3 separate regions of the Mus musculus genome follow, and all the other regions are linked to region 3. A link is a contact called in public ChIA-PET and promoter capture Hi-C data. All regions are on one chromosome and are shown on one strand. The core of a region is the stretch at or near the end of the contact, and the rest is flanking DNA. Distances in the headings are between cores, read along the strand shown. Region 1 holds the start of Rusf1 (RUS family member 1). Region 2 holds the start of Cox6a2 (cytochrome c oxidase subunit 6A2). Region 3 holds the start of Itgam (integrin alpha M).

The links. ChIA-PET counts read pairs in DNA pulled down with a chosen protein or histone mark. Capture Hi-C pulls out chosen DNA fragments and counts their contacts.
Region 1: a contact with region 3 is called in an RNA polymerase II ChIA-PET map of memory CD8 T cells, with 19 read pairs. The contact joins the promoter of Rusf1 here to the promoter of Itgam in region 3. A contact is called at or near these places in 2 of 39 promoter capture datasets (the C10 cell line and embryonic stem cells) and 3 of 115 datasets of contacts at active chromatin or transcription factors (embryonic stem cells and memory CD8 T cells).
Region 2: a contact with region 3 is called in a promoter capture Hi-C map of adipose tissue. The contact joins the promoter of Cox6a2 here to the promoter of Itgam in region 3. A contact is called at or near these places in 26 of 39 promoter capture datasets (the 3T3-L1 cell line, 3T3-L1-derived adipocytes, the C10 cell line and 15 more), 2 of 15 datasets of contacts at CTCF or cohesin (CD8 T cells and the NIH/3T3 cell line), 8 of 484 Hi-C or Micro-C datasets (bone marrow-derived macrophages, embryonic stem cells, liver and 1 more), 8 of 115 datasets of contacts at active chromatin or transcription factors (the HPC-7 cell line, cardiomyocytes, effector CD8 T cells and 5 more) and 5 of 9 other capture datasets (adipose tissue, bone marrow-derived macrophages, liver and 2 more).

Annotation. Positions count from the first base shown.
Region 1 is chr7:128,296,508-128,299,787 of GRCm38.p6, forward strand. It overlaps Rusf1 (RUS family member 1), which reads right to left and starts at 1,624. Exons shown (of 13, transcript NM_145590.2): 1 at 1,283-1,624; 2 at 955-1,069. The coding sequence starts at 1,576.
Region 2 is chr7:128,204,469-128,207,836 of GRCm38.p6, forward strand. Cox6a2 (cytochrome c oxidase subunit 6A2) reads right to left here and starts at 1,898. Exons shown (of 3, transcript NM_009943.2): 1 at 1,755-1,898; 2 at 1,432-1,568; 3 at 967-1,344. The coding sequence starts at 1,827. The coding sequence ends at 1,261. Itgad (integrin, alpha D) reads left to right here. Exons shown (of 31, transcript NM_001029872.3): 30 at 67-177; 31 at 594-1,036. The coding sequence ends at 707.
Region 3 is chr7:128,060,835-128,063,927 of GRCm38.p6, forward strand. Itgam (integrin alpha M) reads left to right here and starts at 1,806. Exons shown (of 30, transcript NM_001082960.1): 1 at 1,806-1,936. The coding sequence starts at 1,909. It also overlaps the pseudogene Gm22809.

The sequences.
Region 1 (3,280 bases), core at 374-2,873, 240 kb after region 3:
GGCGGTGGTGGTGGTAGTGGTGGAGGTTGGCATCCTTAAAAGATGAGACACTGTGGCCAAGAAGCCCTCGGTCACCTCTGCTCTGACATGCCCTTTCAAGGGGTGATACTTAGTTACAATGTGCTGGGTTCTAACAGATGAGCATAAACAGAAGCCTCCTGACCTAGAGTCCAGGGAGGCTTACCCAAGATGTGGTGAGGTCTAGGATAGAACAGGATGTCCTTGCCCCGCCCCTAAGGTTCATTTAAATACCACTGGGGATAACAGGGAAAGACAGAGGCCAGAAGACTGAGCCAAGGACCCTCCTAAACGTGAAACAAGTGTTGAGTTCCCTTTGGTCTGCTTCCCTCACCAGGTGGCAGGCATAATACTAGATTATCTTTGATTTTCTTAGTGACTTTTTTCAGAAGGCTGTATACTCTCAGCACACGGTTACTATAATCTTACTGCAGCACAGTCAGGTACCCCAGAGGGGTCAGAGTGCATTTTAGCATTTCCTTAACTACCAATTTAGGACCAGCCACATGCCCCTTTGCCCACTGGAAGTACCCAACTTTCACCATCCCGGGAAGCTGGCGGGTTTTTTTTACGTAATAAACTGCATGTCTATGCAATCCTGCATAAAGTAAGATTAAAGGTAATTTAAGGAGGATCCCGGATGATTTCGGGATTCTGAAGTTTGCATGGGTAACAAGGTGAGCCACTTAGGCTGATTCACTGATGAGGGCATTCCAGCTGTGGGCAAAGATTCACAGCTTCTGTGTACTAATCAGGCTGCAGACCATAAATGTGTATATGCGCACGCGCACAAACACACACACGCACACGAGAACCACTGTTAGAGGTCAGAACAGTTCAAAACAGCAAGGCTAGGGTTTGCAGTAAAGGAAAAAGAGGCCAGAGACAGGAAGCAGGGATGAGATCAACAGGTAAGGCTCCCAGGTTCCAGCTCACCTTTCACGAGCCAGGTGGACGTGGCAGCTGAAACGGAGGCTTTTGCGTTGCCTACCCCTAAGCCCTGCAATACTGCTTGGGTGGCTAGAGAGCCGGAGAGGCTGGAAGCAAAGGCCTGGAGAGAAAAGAAGTGGAATGAGGAGAGGTGGCAGGAGCACGGAGCCTACTGTGCTATACCAGCTCTCACTGGTTCTGTGGGACCTGGAAAACTGTCAGGACTATGCAATGCACCCTAGCCTTCCAATGTGCACATGCAGATTGCAGGGGCCTATTCCCCGGGTCCCCAGCTATAAACCGCCCCCCCCCCACGGCAATCGGCCAGCCGGACCTGCACGGAATCCCACAGCTGGTATGGCAGGTAATCCGGGCTGACGCTATCTGGGAAGCCCTGAGGCAGCAGCACGGATCTGAGGCCCGAAAGAGCGGTCAGTGCTGCCCAGGGTCCCCCGCCTCCACCCGCGTGCTGCCCAGGTTTCGCTATCGGGGCCCGGGAGAGCCAGCCCCAGCGCCGAGCCCCGTCCCACTGCAGGCTCCCATCGGCGGCAGCGCTGCAGCCGCGCGGGGCTCCGGAGCCGAACTGCTCCGTGCACAGCGGCGCCCGTAGGCTCGCAGCGTCAGCCATCCTCAAGTTCAGCGAGTCGGTCCAACGCGGCAAAAAGCTAGGCGAACTACATTTCCTGTTTGGCTACGGTGGCCACAGAAGGACACTAATCTTTTATTCTCTTGGAACTCCGATTATTGTGTGTCCTGCCTTCCTGGGGCACACCCCAGGACTGCACCTGACCTACCTATCGTTCTTTGGACCCTAGGAGCAATATAGGGGCCGTTGACTCTGAACTCCAATCGGAAGAGGGAGAGATGGCTTCCTGGGGAAATAGTTGTGGTGGAGACTCCACTCAGATCTCAAACTTTTAGCTGTGTAACTGGAGTATCCCTCTCCGTCGCAGTGCTTTTTTTTGTTTGTGAGGCCAAGGACAATAGAGTTTTTGAAATTTTTTAAGTTAGCTTGTGACTTAATGAGCTTCATTATGGCATTTTGATTCATATTTTGCTCCCTTTGTTCCTATTTACCACCCGCCTCCCCCTGTTCTCTTGCCTGACTCCTACTATGTAGACATCCACTTACCCACTCCACCCAGCCCTCCTCACCCCAATGCTGCTTTTATGTCACATGATCTCTATCTTCCTATTTCTTTAAGATCCCTTCTTCCCTCCTCAGGGTCCCATTTCTAATTTCATGACTTATACCCCAGCCCCTCCTCCCACACACACACATACACACATAAAATTCCAAATCTAGGACTTGCATATGAGAGAAAACACGGGGCATCTGTGTTTCTGCAACAGTCTTTAAACTCATTTTCCTGCAAATGTTATTATTTCACTTTTCTTTATGGTTGAATAAAATCTCACTGTAACTCCACATTTTGTGACTCATGTGTCTCCTGAGAGATCCGGACTGACTCCATTTCTTAGCTGTTCCGAATTCTGCAGCAGTAAACACACATGTACAGGTATTTCCGTGGTAGGACATGGCGTCCTTTGGTGTATAGCTATAGGTAGTAGAGCTGTAAGCCTAAGGCAGGTCTGTTCTTTTTTCCTTTTGATTTTCAGAGCAGCTGGAGCAGTTTACATTCTGTAAGGGGCTCTTTGCCAACATTTGTTGTTACTTTGTTACTGGGGAAACCGAGGTTCCCATGGGAACTTAGGCTCCTTAATAAGGGGATTTGGAGGCTTACTAGCTAAATGCTCCCAGTTCTTCCAAGACATCAGCAGTGGGTTCCCAGCATTCATGTTAGGTAGTTCAAACCACACGTAACTCCAACTTGAAGAGGGAGCAGACACCATCATGGATGTGCACCTACACACACACACACACACACACACACACACACAAAGAGAGAGAGTTTGGTTTTTTTTTTAATAAAATAGTTTAGAAAAGGAGTACACAGGAATCTTTTTTTTTTTTAGATTTATTTATTATTATATGTAAGTATACTGTAGCTGTCTTCAGACACACCAGAAGAGGGAGTCAGATCTCGTTAGGGATGGTTGTGAGCCACCATGTGGTTGCTGGGATTTGAACTCAGGACCTTCGGAAGAGCAGTCGGGTGCTCTTACCCACTGAGCCATCTCACCAGCCCAACACAGGAATCTTGAGGACAGTTTATTAGTTTAACAGTACAGGTTAGGTGGAAATCCTGGCAGTTACCAGGAGGAAAGAGGAAGGAAAATCATGCCTTTTAAATTAGGCACTGGGGGCGGGGGAGGGCGGGGGGGCGGGGGGGGAGCTGGAAAGATGGCTCAGTGGTTAAGAGCACCAACT
Region 2 (3,368 bases), core at 648-3,147, 140 kb after region 3:
GCCTGTGTGTATGAGTGTTTGTGTGCATGTGTGAGAAGAATGAGCATTCACTGATTTTCAAATCAGGTGTCAACGATGCTAGAAGAATACGTGGTCTATGAGCCCGTCTTCCTCATGGTGTTCAGCTCAGTGGGAGGTCTGCTGTTACTGGCTCTCATCACTGTGGCGCTGTACAAGGTAAATTGTTTTCACATCATTTTCCTAACACTACTAGTGTTCACTACCAGTTCTGTCGTGCACACCATACGACAGTAAGAACACAGATCGTAGTTGTAGGGCAGGCTTGGCCACATATTCTGTTCCTATCACATTTGCTTGGTCTTTTTCCATCTCTCCTTTTTGAAATAACAATGAAAGTTATATCACAGAATGGCTAAACTGAAGCAGACATGCCATATGTACAAATCTGCCCGACAATGAGCCTGTGGCTTCCTCCCACAACTAAGAGTGTAACGACTGCTTGGCACATGGCCTTTCTCTGTACGTGAGGGCCATTCACATGGCTGCCCTGACACACAGCTGGAAGTTATTTTAGTTCTCTCATCTTCAACTTCCCTCTTACCCAGTTTTTCTGACTTTACTACATTTTATAGCTTGGCTTCTTCAAACGTCAGTATAAAGAGATGCTGGATCTACCATCTGCAGATCCTGACCCAGCCGGCCAGGCAGATTCCAACCATGAGACTCCTCCACATCTCACGTCCTAGGAATCTACTTTCCTGTATATCTCCACAATTACGAGATTGGTTTTGCTTTTGCCTATGAATCTACTGGCATGGGAACAAGTTCTCTTCAGCTCTGGGCTAGCCTGGGAAACTTCCCAGAAATGATGCCCTACCTCCTGAGCTGGGAGATTTTTATGGTTTGCCCATGTGTCAGATTTCAGTGCTGATCCACTTTTTTTGCAAGAGCAGGAATGGGGTCAGCATAAATTTACATATGGATAAGAACTAACACAAGACTGAGTAATATGCTCAATATTCAATGTATTGCTTGTATAAATTTTTAAAAAATAAAATGAAAATGCAGGTGGAAACATCACATTTTCCTTATATAAAAAAAAATAACTGGAACCCAGATACCAACTGCCCAAGAGCCTGCCCAGCCCCTTCCACCATGCTGTTCCCAAAGAGCCAGAGGACACAAAACTTCCACACCTTTATTGAGCTTGGAACTGTCCACTGGAACCTCAGGGGCTCTCAGAGCCGGTGTGCAGAAGGCCAATTTGAAGATTGCTGGCAGAGCGTGTCTGCTGAGACATCAAGGGTGCTCATAACCGGTGGGCAAAGGATTGACGTGGGGATTGTGGAAAAGCGTGTGGTTGCCGTCCCCCCAGGCGAAGGGCTGCAGAGAGAAGGCAGACAGGTCACCCACCACAGTCCCTCCCCGCAATCCCCCTGCATGCTCTCACTCGCTCATCCTCTGGCGTACCTTGGTTCGGATGCGGAGGTGGTGATACGGGATGAACTCTGGGCGCTCGTGGTGGCCAGCGTGCATCCAGCAGTTAAGGGAGCAGAGGGCTACGCCGGGAAGAGCCAGCACAAAGGTCAGGAGGCGCCAGGTGTTGGCTGGAGGAGCAAAGGTGGGGTGTGAGTAGATTCATAGGCAAAAACTATCCCTGGGCCTAGAGGTCTGAAAGATCAGTGCCTGGTAGATCAGGAGAGAGGAGCCAGGAGACAGAAGGAGGGGGAAGCCGGGCAAAGAGAACAGATCGGCTAGGCTACTAAATCAGAGTCAGGCCTGGCCCCACTTACCTCCTGCCCCTCCATGGTCTCCTTTGGCTGCGCTGGCCATGCTCCGGCTCAGGACCTTTAGAGGCAGAGCCATTGTCAAAGGGAGGCTAGGAATGGCACTGTCCTTCTCTGTCTCCTTCACCCAGTCGAGAGGCTCTCCTCCCCTCTCAGAGCCAATCACCTGTTGAGCCCGCACATGGATGGCTATTTTTAGGGGCTTTCTCTATCTAAAGTGGGTCTTGACTGGCAGGAGATCCTCTTCAGGCAGCTGATGCAATGTGCCTTTTATTTTGGCAAGAGAAGATTTAAAGTGATACAAACTTGAAATATGTAAGCTGGAGGATCAGAGTTCAAGGCCACTGTTATCAACTTAATGAGTTTGATCACAGCTTGAACTACCTAAGATCTTGTCTTTAAAACAAATTTTACAGTGGGGTGGGGTGGGGGTGGGAGTGTAGCTCAGTTGGTAGACTGCCTGCAGTGTCTGCCTACCAAGTACCCATAATGTCCTGAGTTCTTTCCCTATTCCTACACAATCTCAGTGTGGTGCACTTATTTATAATGCCAGCCAGCACTTGGGACATGGAGGCAGAAGGGTCAGGAGTTCAAGGCCATCTTGGACTACGTACCAAGGTCAAAGCTATCCTGGGCTACACTGGACTGTCTATCTAAAGATTTATTTGTTTTATATATGTGAGTATACAGTAGCTCTACAGATGGTTGTGAGCCTTCATGTGGTTGTTGTGGATTGAATTTTTAGGACCTTTGCTCGCTCTGGTCAACTCCGATCACTAAGTCCCTGCTTGCTCCAGCCCAAAGCTTCATTTATTATTATACATAAGTACACTGTAGCTGACTTCTAGCACCAGAAGAGGGCATCAGATCTCATTACGGGTGGTTGTGAGCCACCATGTGGTTGCTGAGATTTGAACTCAGGACCTTTGGAAGAGCAGTCAGTGCTCTTAACCACTGAGCCATCTTGCCAGCCCTGGACTGTCTATCTAAATAAATATGTACTAAAGCTATCCTGGGCAACTCTGGACTGTCTATCTAAATAAATATGCACCATTTTTTCACAGTGGCACGGAATGACTTCATTTAATATTCTGTTCTCAATAGCTAGCACAGAGTAGACAAGTAATATGCTTAAAACTAGTTAGGTGCCCATTTAAAAAATTATCTGGGAATTGAATCCCAGGGCTGTGTGCATGCTAATTAAATGTTCCCCCACTGAGCTCAGGCTCGGTTGTTGCTGTGTTTCACTTGGTATTGGTGTGTGCTCATATGTGACACGGATGTGGCGCTCAGAGGACAACTTTATGATGCATACTCTCCTGGGAGCCGAGAGCAGGCCACCAGGCTTGTATAGTGAGCACCTTTGCCCACTGATACATCTAGCCAACCCAAGAAGCTTAAAGGCAAAGGGGGAGAGAAGATTGTAAGAGCCGGAGCTCTGTAGCCCAAGCTATATTCTCAGCCACAGGACTTTCTGTTCTTTCTCTCTGTGATAGGCTCTCACGATGTAGGCTAGGCTGGAATTGAACTCATGACCCTTCTGCATTCGTTCCATAAGTGCTATGGTCTAGGTGTGGATTGTACTGTACTCAGGTTTACAGTCTAACAGGATGCCTCTAG
Region 3 (3,093 bases), core at 556-3,055:
TGCACCTTACTCAGGGTGAGACAGGGATTAAATATCTCTTGTGGGAAGGACTGCCCAGGAAGGGAAGCTCATTGGCTGAACACTGGGGCCTATGTAGATTCCTCATTAGCATGGAGAACTCCAGGGTTTTTATGCTGTATGACTGGCTACCATGGCTCTCAGTGGGGTGTCATGGTTATGCGTTCCAGAGCAGGTAGAATTAGGCAGGGAGTTGAGCCCACTCCTACAATTCACATGGGTTCTGGAGATTCAAGGATTTGAACTCAGTCTTACCAGTTCTTCTGTCTGGTGGCATGGTTCCACTTGCCCCACATGTGTGTGTGTCTGAGTGTGCATGTAATAACTTTGAAACAAAGTATATAGAATTTTATTTATCTATTTTCCAGCAGGTAAACATCTACTTCCGTCGACTATTGTAAAATATAACTAGGAACAATAGAAAATGTGTCAAGATGAAGAGAAGGAAGCCAGGCCTGGGTGCATGCCTGTAGGTCTATGGCTGGGGAGGTTGAGGCAGGAGGATGACTGAGTCAGTGAGCTCAAGATCAGCTTGGACAACACATTGATAATGTAGAGAACAAGGTCCACGAGGTGGCAGGTAAAGGTGCTTTGTCACCAAGCCTGAGGACCTGACCTTGATCCCTGAGACCTGCATGGTGGAAGAAGAAAACTGACTCCAGCAAGCTGTGCTCTGACCTTCATACTTACACAGTTGAAACCCACAAGCATTCACACACACACACACACACACACACACACACACACACACACACGCACCAAATAAATAAGTAGATGTAAACAAGACAAAAACAAAACAAAACAAAACAAAACACAACCCAGAGAGTAAAGAAACCACTTTTTTTCTCAGCCAAGGGAAATGTACACAGTGCCCCATACCATAAGTCACGTAGTCGAGTATCCTAGATTTGGGAAAATCACGGGTCAGCACATTCCAAGTGCAATGGGTGTGCCTCGCTTGGGAAAACTACCTTCCTGATCATAGTGTCTCCCCTGCCAGGTAAGTACGAGAAACCACTGTTTTTTAAGAACAAGAACTTCGAGTAGACTCCACATGCAGCAAGGCAGGAATGGTTAAATATCTCCCAATACATCCTTCAGTTCCACTGTGTATAATAACATCAAGTTCTGTTTTCAAAATACTTTCATGAATTATATAGAGCACCACACTATGGCTAGACGCCGATGGTTTCTTTCCTCTTTGGGTATGTGTGCGCATGTACCATGGCGTGGATGGAGAGATCAGAGGAGAGCTGGGAGGAGCTGGTTCTTTTCTTCAACCGTATGGAAACTGGGGATTGGACACAGGTGGTCAGCGCTTAGTGGCAAACACCTTTACCAACTGAGTCACCTAGCTGGACCAACTCTTGGCTGTTTTTTCTTTTTGAAGAGATTTGTTATGCCGTATGTATGTGGGTGTTTTCCCTGCATGTTTGTCTGTGCATGAGTGCTGAAGGGAGCACCAGATGCCCTGGGACTGGAGTTATAGACAGTTTCTGAGCCTCCATGTGGGTACTGGGAGCAAGATGTGGGTCCCCTGGGAGACCAGCCTGATCCGAAACACTGAGCCTACTACTTAGCTTTTTTTTTTTTTTTCCATAATATTTGAGCTATCCCAGAGGTAGACGGGTGTCAGATGGCACCTTTGGGTGTAACCCTGATGGTTCGGGCCAGGAAACGGCATCAGGGACTGTTTTCTCCCGGAGGAAGGCTACAGAGGGCTGGGTGCTTGTAGAGCCTCCGCCCTCTTTCTTTGAGTCTCTCATAGCTTTTTCCTCATACTTCTCTGTTTTTACCCCTCCCTCCTGGCCTTGGTGGCTTCCTCAAAGTGTCTGTGGTGCCTGAAATACCACAGTTCACACTTCTTTCAGGGCCTTGTTCCTTTAAGTCATGACTCTTAAAGCTCTTCTGGTCACAGGTATGTCGGCGGGGTCTTGGGGGATCCTCAGGGTGGGGAGAAGGGGGTCCTCAGATTGGAAAGGAGGGGATCTCTTGGATCTATGAATGGAGAGGAAGGTCATAGGAAGGAGTAGGTGGGGAGAGATCAAAGGTTTTAGGGAATGTGGATACCGAGACTTGAACTCAGGTGGTCGGTGTTTAATGGCAAGCACCTCTACCAATTGAGTCACCTTGCTGGACAAACTCTTGGCATTTCTTTGAAAAAAGGGAATCATTGAGTGTGTGGGTGTTTTACCTGGATGCAGGTCTATCCATCAGGTGTGTGCAGTGCTAGTGGAAGTCAGTAGCGGGTATCAAAAGGGGAGGGGGATCTTTTGGATCTGTGAGTGGAGAGAAAGGTCAGGGAATAGGAAGGAGCTAGGTGAGGAGAGGCAAAGGGCATTAGGGAAGGATAAAGGATTCCAAAAGAAAAAGAGCAGAGGTAGGCAGGAGGAATAGTTAGGGATGCATGGATGAAGGACTAAATCCATCGATGCTGTGAGGGTTGTTTGGCAGACAGGCTACCAGGATCCAGAGAGGTGAAGGAGCTGCACCAGGGAGCGCAGCGGATACATTTCCGGCTGTGTTTCAACACATACCACTTCTCCTTAGTCTTACGTTCTAATTACCAAGAACCTAGTGTGGATGTTTGTTGAATGACTGATAATCAAAAAAAAAAACTGTTTTGTTTCCTTTTATGTCTACTTTTGTAGAGAGGGAGTCAAGAAGGGAAGGAACTACTTGAAACTTGCATAGGAAGGAAAATTTCTAACTGAGCCCTTTGTTGTGTAAACCATTGTGGTTGTGACAGTGGGGGAAGAGGCCATTGTGGGCTTAGAAAGGGACTGGTCATACCCCATCATAGGCATTTGTGCAGGCCTTTGAGCCTGCGTCAGCATATTTGGCCTGTGGGTTAAATACTCTTGCTACCTGTCTTAAAAGACAAACATCTATCATCCATCAATGATAGAGGATGCTAGCTTTACTCCCAGTGAAGTGAAATGTCACTCCTTAAGAGTCTCATTCATCTCCTGGATAAACCTGTATCACAAAAATTGTGATAATGGGCTACAGTTTGAGATTCCTTGATGAAAACTTGGTAGATAGAGGTGAAGCCCAGGGCTTGCCTAGTATGTA